3 separate regions of the Mus musculus genome follow, and regions 1 and 2 are each linked to region 3. A link is a contact called in public HiCAR-type and HiChIP or PLAC-seq data. All regions are on one chromosome and are shown on one strand. Each heading gives the region's core, a stretch centred on a gene start, on an enhancer-like site or on the middle of the called end of the contact. The rest is flanking DNA. Distances are from core to core; before and after follow the strand shown.

The links. HiCAR-type assays count read pairs that join an accessible place to other places. HiChIP or PLAC-seq counts read pairs in DNA pulled down with a chosen protein or histone mark.
Region 1: a contact with region 3 is called in an H3K27ac HiChIP or PLAC-seq map of embryonic stem cells, with 8 times the contacts expected there. The contact joins the promoter of Sec23a here to the promoter of Pax9 in region 3. A contact is called at or near these places in 3 of 39 promoter capture datasets (cranial neural crest, frontonasal cranial neural crest and hippocampal neurons) and 2 of 115 datasets of contacts at active chromatin or transcription factors (astrocytes and embryonic stem cells).
Region 2: a contact with region 3 is called in a HiCAR-type map of astrocytes, with 6 times the contacts expected there. The contact joins the promoter of Pnn here to the promoter of Pax9 in region 3. A contact is called at or near these places in 1 of 39 promoter capture datasets (cranial neural crest) and 1 of 115 datasets of contacts at active chromatin or transcription factors (astrocytes).

Annotation. Positions count from the first base shown.
Region 1 is chr12:59,010,614-59,013,313 of GRCm38.p6, forward strand. Sec23a (SEC23 homolog A, COPII coat complex component) reads right to left here and starts at 1,404. Exons shown (of 20, transcript NM_009147.2): 1 at 1,233-1,404.
Region 2 is chr12:59,065,589-59,068,288 of GRCm38.p6, forward strand. Pnn (pinin) reads left to right here and starts at 1,331. Exons shown (of 9, transcript NM_008891.2): 1 at 1,331-1,527; 2 at 2,191-2,262; 3 at 2,697-2,700. The coding sequence starts at 1,415.
Region 3 is chr12:56,694,175-56,696,874 of GRCm38.p6, forward strand. It overlaps Pax9 (paired box 9), which reads left to right and starts at 1,297. Exons shown (of 4, transcript NM_011041.3): 1 at 1,297-1,690; 2 at 2,400-2,700. The coding sequence starts at 1,687. It overlaps Gm15524 (a long non-coding RNA gene), which reads right to left and starts at 593. Exons shown (of 3, transcript XR_003950120.1): 1 at 1-593.

The DNA.
Region 1 (2,700 bases), core at 154-2,653, 2.3 Mb after region 3:
TGGTGTTTTGCCTGTATCTGCCTGTATACTATGTGTGTGCAGTACCTGTGGAAGCCAGAAGTGGGTGGTGGATCCTCTACCAATGGAGTTGCTTGTTAACCACTAGTGAGCTGGGGGTTGAGATGAAAGGTATGTGGGTGTGTTACAAATCGTTGTAAATAGGTAATGAGGCACTGTGTGTGTAAGTGTATTACAAGAGGTTGTAAGCCAGTAGTGAGTTCTCTGTGTGAGTGTGTGTTTCTGTGCCCGTGTATGTGTGTGTATTCATGTGGATGAGCAACCAGTGCTCTTAACTTCTGAGCCATCTTCCCAGGCCCAGTTGTAAAATTTCCAATGAAATAGACTGAGTAACAAATTTTTGCTCTTGGGCAATAAACTTCTCTGGCCTTCAAATTTCACATCAGTTATGTGAGAATTTTGGGGGCAATAATAAAATTGGTCATTGAAACAATTAAAAAACAAAGGCCCTCTGATGATGCTGGAAAGAAGGAAGATGTTAGTATACATTTAAATTTAAATTTCTTTCAGTAAATGTGCCTAGCTATCCGTGGTTTAGGGTGGGGTTGTGTTAAGACAGGACAGAAGTTTAGCTGACGAGATGAATTAGACATCTCCAACTCTACTCTACCTATGGATTTATTTACCTCTTCCTGTTCCTCTCCCACAAACAGTAAAGCTCTACAGACAGAATAAATGCCCCAGTGCATGGTATTGCTCAGTTCTGAAACCTGATCATTAATAATCAAGGCCCCAGGCACTAGCTATACCTGGTGGTTTTTTCTTTAACCTTTATAAGGCCCAAGGCCGAATTACAGGTGATGTAGTCACCTGGGTTCAAAGTCTAGGGCACTCCTGGGCAGTCAAGAAACGAACCTAGAGGCCCCAGGGCACAGGAGCCTTGGGCAGGGTTGGCAAAGCGTGTCACCCAGGAGGTGGGGGTGGGTGCAGAGCCAGATGCTCAGACCCTCGGTCTCCATCCTGCTACGGTCCTTCCACCTAAACTAAGAGGACTAAAGACGAGGGCGCTCCGTCGCCATGACAAGCACAGGGTTCAGCGATCTCGGTTCGGCGCTGGGCCACAGCCTCCGGCACGCCCCGCTGCTTATGCGAGAGCACAGCCGGGACAGAGCCAACAATCCTGACACTCCGGCCCGCCGCCCGCCTCCCAGCTCCGACTAAGACCCCGGTGGAGCAGAGGTGGCTGCCACGCTAGTCCTTACCACAGTACCTACCTAGAAGCTCCGTGACGGCCACAGCCTCCGCCTTGCACAGTCGTCAGTCCGCTCCAAAGCCCTGTAGCAGCCGTGGCACCGCAATCAGGGGCGGCCCCGCCCCGCCCCCGGCCTCTTGGAGGGCCTGGGCCAGGACAACATGGCTGGTGCCGCCTCTGCCACGTCAAAGGGGAGGAGGCGGGGAGGGGCGACCAGCGAAGGGGCGGGAACAGTCCCGGAAGAGGCGGGGCGCGCAGGAGGTAATGGGCGCGTTGAGTGGCGGAAAAGATGAACCGGGAGTAATAAAGAGGGTGGGGCGAGCGTGAAAGACGGCCAAGCAAAGCGGAGGGCGGGGACAATTCAGGAAGGGGCGGGGCTAGCAGGAAGCGATGCGATAGCCAGGGCGGTGGAGGAAGGGAGGTAACCGGAGTAATAAAGGGTGGGATGTGGCCGCTCGAGGCCGTGTGTAGGATTAAGGTTAAAATACCTGACTAGGGCATTGCTAGCCCCAGAAAAAAAGAAAAAAAATGTTAACCACCAGATGTAGCTTTCACGTCTACTGTTTGCTTGAACGATTGTTTTTGTTTTCTAGTATATAGAAAAGGCTCTTGCAAGTTTTTTTCCTGACATTGTATCCGTGTCCAAAGAGGAGAAAGAACGAAGCACGAGTTAACAATTATTTGAAGTATTCGCTAGAAAATAGATGCTCGGATTCTCCTCTAATTTTGGGTTTTCGTCTGTGTGTTGTCAAGAGCCAATGAGAAGGCTTGGCTCAGGGACCTCACTTGCCTAGAACTCATAAGGCAGAAAAAGAAACTTTACTCCCAGAAGTTGTATTCTGACCTCCTCACCGACCCACAAGCAATCGCAAAATAGTAATTTTAAAGTTTTTAAGTATCTCACTCGGCTAGTGGTGATGGTTCATGCCTGTAATCTCAATAGTCAAGGTTAAAAAAAAAAAAAAAAAAAAAAAAAAAAAGGCAGCCCAGCTTACGTTACACTGCAAACTGTAGACCCTTCTAAGCCACAGAAGAGACAGTCTCAAAAACCTAAAAATTATCCTCGTGTGATACTTGGTACTCCAGAAGCTGAGGCCAGGGGATCGGATCACTACAAGTTTGAGACTCCTTGAGCTACCTAATGAGTTCCAGAACAGCCTCAACTAAACTTTAAGATGCTATCCGAAAAAGTGAAAAACAAAACAAAAAGTTCTGCATTCATCCACTCTGTTCCCCGCGAAGTCAGAAAGACACCACCCTAAGGGGTTGTAAGATTTAGACGAATGTAACGTGTTTACAAATGGTTAAAGGCTTTAGTACTCTAAAAATGACGATTATAGCGATATTGTTCATTAATTTTAAAAATATTAAAGATTTCAAAGTTCATCCTCAGTCCCTGCCGCCTACCCAAGCTTTAGACGAGAAAATGGGATTAGACAGAGCGACCTAGAAACTCTTCAGGAACCACTTCTGCCAGGAATTATTCTCGA
Region 2 (2,700 bases), core at 81-2,580, 2.4 Mb after region 3:
TCCCTCTCCCCCTCCCCACCCTTCTCTCTGAGGGGGAGTAAGTATTTCCAGACAGGATTCTCTGGCTGTCCTGGAACTAGCTCTGTAAACCAGGCTAATCCACCTGCCTCAACCTGTCATGTGCTGGGATTAAAAGGCATGTTACCACCTGACTTTTCTCTTCTTCTTCTTCTTCTTCTTCTTCTTCTTCTTCTTCTTCTTCTTCTTCTTCTTCTTCTTCTATTTCTTCTTCTTCTTCTCCTCCTCCTCCTCCTCCTCCTCCTCCTCCTTCTCCTCCTTCTCCTCCTCCCCTTCCCCCCTTCTTCTTTTTGGTTTTGGTTTTATTCAAGACTGGGTTTTTCTGTGTATCCTTGGCTGTCATGGTATTCGTTTTGTAGATAACAGGTGCTGTTAACATTGATAAGATAATGAAATTCTTCCTCACCTATCCAGTTATGAGCCTCCACACAAATAGCATACAGGATAAGACCAAGTTACTGTTACTAAAAACAAAACAAAAATTCTTGTTCCTTTTCAGGGAGAAAACTTGTAAGGATTTGACCTTTGCATTTGTGTAACATTTTTCCGAACTAAAACGTGTACCTCTATGTCAAGTACAAAACCAGCGTCCATATTGGCATTGTGGGTAGGGCAAAGTGGAATCCAGAAAATACACACAGGAAACCACTGGCAACTTCTCCAGACCCTCTATTATACCCGCAGGCATTAGGCCCTGCTGGAAACAACTTTGCTCAGGATCAGAATATAAATTGCCTCTTCATCGAGATCTGACGACCTGTTGGACCTAGGTCCGCAGCCTCAATTTCCTTATCATTAAGCACCATCTCATTCAAGTTTCTAGTTTTTAACGACTAAGGCACGCAAAGCGATTCTCAGTGTCCACAATAACTATTAGCTGTTAGGATGAAGACTCCTGGTGGTTCAGTTCACTAATGGAAGACAGCCTGCGCCTCCCTGCACTCTGGGCATGCGCAACAGCCATTATTTGCCATGCCCTTTTCTGATTAAACCTCTTGGGGAAGGAAAAAAAGGATGTATAGCCTCTTCCGTCCCATGGGAAGAGTTTAGGCGCACTATGAAGTCAGCGACATGTCAAGTTTAAGAGGATGCCTTTGCAGACCCCCGAGATTGGATCTATCACACCGACGTAATCCCTCCCCGCTCTGCGCAAGCAGCGGAGCGCAACCACGGCAGGCGGCGAGGGGAGGAGCTGAGTGACTTGCCGGCTTCTCATTGGTCCAGAATCACGGATCGACAAGCTTCTTCCCCTTCCGGTCCTCGGGTGGTCCAGGCCCGAGAAGAAGCCCGCGATCATTGGCTGGGGCCGGCTGTCAGTCCTTCCGCGTGGAGCGGCGGGCGCGGTGCGGCGCTGCGCGGCCTGGAGAGCGGTCGCGAAGCCTGCTGCAGAGAGAAGATGGCGGTCGCCGTGAGAGCTTTGCAGGAGCAGCTAGAGAAGGCCAAAGAGAGCCTCAAGAATGTGGACGAGAATATCCGCAAGCTCACCGGGCGGGACCCGAATGATGTGAGGTACGGATCGGACGGAACCCCAGAGGTTGGCGAGGTCCGGGGCCTCGGGGCCGGGCGCACCCGGGACAGAGGGCAACCGGCCGCTTGTGGGCCGACTGGGGTCAAGGGGCCCGTTTCCCGGGCGGCGGGCGAGCCCTCTGCTCGGCTAGGCGGGGAGACGCCATGCCTGCGCCTAGGGCACTGGGTGCGAGTGCTTGCGAATGGAAGGAAGGCCCGCCCGGCTGCCCGGCGTGGTTTCCGCGCCCCCGGGAAGGCCGAGACCACGGCTTCCCGCCCTTGGCGCTGCAGGCCCGGAACTGCAGTACAAAGCCCCTTTCCACCCCTGCGGCTCCGAACCCTTGTCAAGTCGGAGACCCCCGGGGGAAGCAGTGGCTGCCTCTCCCTGCTGGCTTGGGTGTCCTTCCCTTGAGGTTGGCAGATAGGACCTGACCCAGACTTATTAATATGTAGCAGTCTCGAGATACATATATTTTCGTAACGGTGGTCTTGGGGAAGCAAGAAAGAGGATTTTAATGTTTGGTTTCGAAGAAGTGGATCTGAAACGGTCATTTTAGAATTATTTGTGTTCATTTCTACGTAGTGTGTACCTTAGTGTGTGGAAGTATATGAAGCCCTCTCATGTGTCTGCATAGGACTTTTACACTGATTATAATTCTTTTTTAGGCCCATCCAAGCCAGATTGCTGGCCCTTTCTGGTCCTGGTGGAGGTAGAGGACGAGGTAGCTTATTGCTAAGGTAAGGAGATGATAACTGCCTTGTTTCTAATAAATGTATTGCAAAAGTAGAGGTTGGAGAATATTAGAACAGTTTCATATGCACTACACTTGGGAGGCAGAGGCAGGCGGATTTCTGAATTCAAGGCCAGCCTGGTCTACAAAGTTACAAAGTGAGTTCCAGGACAGCCAGGGCTATACAGAGAAACCCTGACTGGGGGGTGGGGGTGGGGGGGGGACAGTTTCATATAAACTTAACTGTTTTTAAGTTCTGTTAAGGCTTTTGACATCTAAGAATGTAATTGGTGGTAGGGTGTTGTTCATGTAATTGTTTGCTTAAGTTTGCTTCACTTGTGTTTTTCTTCTTTATGAAATCAACTAAATTCTCTAGTCGACTAGAAATACCAGTTTCTGCTAATGTTTCTCGAGCTTTAGGTTGGATGTTTCTCATTGCAGGCGT
Region 3 (2,700 bases), core at 47-2,546:
CTTTGAACATCTGAAACCAACAAATAAAGGGGGGGGGGGGCTATGTTCAAGTATTTCTATTTGTGAAGCCTCATTGTGGAAATACCTGACTGCAATAAAAGACATTTGAAGTAATCTTTCAATCCTTAACTTGATTGTAACTTGAATTCAGGGTGCACACCCACCACAGAAGCAGATGCCTGGAGATCAATGGTCAGCTCCAAGACTGATTACTAGACGTCCTGGGCTCTTGTCATTTACTGGTGAACATCGGGATTCCTCTGATTTCTTTGTGTGCAGAACCTTCGGGAGAGTGCGCGCATCACCTACATCCTGGATATGTGTTAAAGAGAGGGCTGTTGTGATGGAGACGAAGTAATATCATCCACTTTCCGGTGTCACACAAATACCCGAATCCATTCACAATGCTTCTCTTCCTTATTTCGTCCACATACGTCACAACCTTGTCTCCATAAAGAAATGCATTTCTCTGTCCCAAACTCTTCTATCCGTTTCGGATTTGGGTGAATGAAAGTGAAAAATCCCCAGGTAGGCAGAACCACACAGCATCTGTGGTAGCTAAGCTGAAGTCGCGGGGAATTACATACAGATGCTCAGAGGCAGTGTCAGCGGGTACCTCCTTGGGGCTGACTTTCATATTTAAAATCAAACCTTTCAAGGTGGCTCTATGGTGTTGAGAACCCTGGCAAATTCTTACACACGGAAACCAGGACCCTGGGTGAGTGATGCAAGGGGGTGGGATGGGATGGACGTGGCCACTGCCACCAGCGCTCCGGGGATCAACCCTCCTTCCCCGTGGACGTCCTGTGCTCCTCTTTAGTCTGGTTTTTTAATTTTTTTTTCCTCACTGCACCTGGCCTCTGCTAGGATCCTGCTTGACTGAGGTTTAGCCCCTCACTGCTGGACTAACCACTTCGGGCGGGGTACGGGAAGGAGTCTCTTGTCCTTACACCTCAAGCGCCTCCTCCACTCGACTTCTCCCCATCCTGAGTGAACTGGAAGGAGATAGAATTTGTGGACAAGATTCTGACAGTCCCCAAAGGTCAGCATGACAGGTAGTTCTCAGTCATCCCTTAAGGGTCGTGCCACTTGTTCTCTGAGAGCTCTAACCTCCAACTTTAATTTGACAAATTCATCTCTTCCCCAAAAGGTGTCCTCGGTCTCTACCCACTTAAAGTTATTCAAACCGAGACCAAAGCTTCTGTTCGCTTATTCAGCATTTTTATCAGCTTGATTTTGCACTCTGTTTGCGGCGCCCCTGGGAAGACGTCAAACACTCTTATTCATTGTATTTAGTCACCCAGGTGCGGAGCCAGCCAGAAACAGACGGCGGAAGGAGTTTCCCGGACTGAGCTGTCACTCACCGGCCTGCACCAATTACAACGCAGATTGCTCGCGGGCCCACCTCTTTTGGGGTGTGTCACAAGTGAGTGATAGACTGAGCCGCCCGGCCCTGCTCAGCCCAGCCCACGTTGCTGCTTAGATTGAAATGCAGAACTCAAGCCTCTTTCAGCCCGGCACAGACTTCCTTTTACTCTTTCCTTTGGCACTCTTGTCGCCTCCTCCCGGGAAGAAGCCAAGGCACCCTCGGCTTGGAGCAGCGACAGGCCGGCTCAGTGAGAACAAGAAAAAAGTTTCTTTCTGGGAGTGCGGAACTGGGGCCGGGTTGGTGTACTGCTCAGAGCAATGGGTGAGTGGCTGATGGGGGACGTTGTCAGATCCGAGGAGGGAGGGAGCGAGCAGGCGAGGGCTAGAGGGAGGGAGCTGAGGCGCGCCACCGCGCTGTATTGACTCAGACTGCGTCCGTCGAGCTGTAAGCACCCTCCAAGGGTCAGTGGCGGAAAGGGTTCTGTGAGAGCCACTGGGTGACAATTGATGCCATTTTGCGATTTAAGGGAAGAGGGCCGTGGCATTGGCGAATCTCGCAGCTCCAGTGTCAATCCAAGTTTTGTTGCACACGTGTTTACACTTGCAAGCAAAACAGAACAAAAACACCCCCCCCCCAGCTTTCTCTGGACTGCGTCTAACCCCGCAGAAGGGAGGGGTAAGGCGGTGGAAGGGAGCAAGGGCCGAGTGTTTTGGTACCAGGCAGGCAAAGAGGGGCGCGCTGGAGCCTCAGAACCGATTTCCCCGCCTGCTTCGGAGAGTTTTAAGTGTCCGGAGTTGCCCTGGGTCTCTCTTCTTGTTTGTTGTTGGGAATCGCAAAGTAGGAGCGAGGTCTGGCCGCAGCTTGTTTTGAGACGTTTGGCTCAGGCCGGAACAGTCTGGTTTCGGGGCAACCCCAGTCCTTATAGAAGGGTGTCATAACCCTGCCCCTGGACGCTCTTGGAGGCCGAGTGGCAGGCGGCTGTCCCAAGCAGTTGGTGCGCGTTGTGGCGCGCTCTGTGCTCCTTTTGCAGAGCCAGCCTTCGGGGAGGTGAACCAGCTGGGAGGAGTGTTCGTGAACGGAAGGCCGCTGCCCAACGCCATTCGGCTTCGCATCGTGGAATTAGCCCAACTGGGCATCCGACCTTGTGACATCAGCCGCCAGCTACGGGTCTCGCACGGCTGCGTCAGCAAGATCCTGGCGCGCTACAACGAGACCGGTTCGATTTTGCCGGGAGCTATTGGGGGGAGCAAGCCCCGGGTCACCACCCCTACTGTGGTGAAACACATCCGGACTTACAAGCAGAGGGACCCAGGCATCTTCGCTTGGGAGAT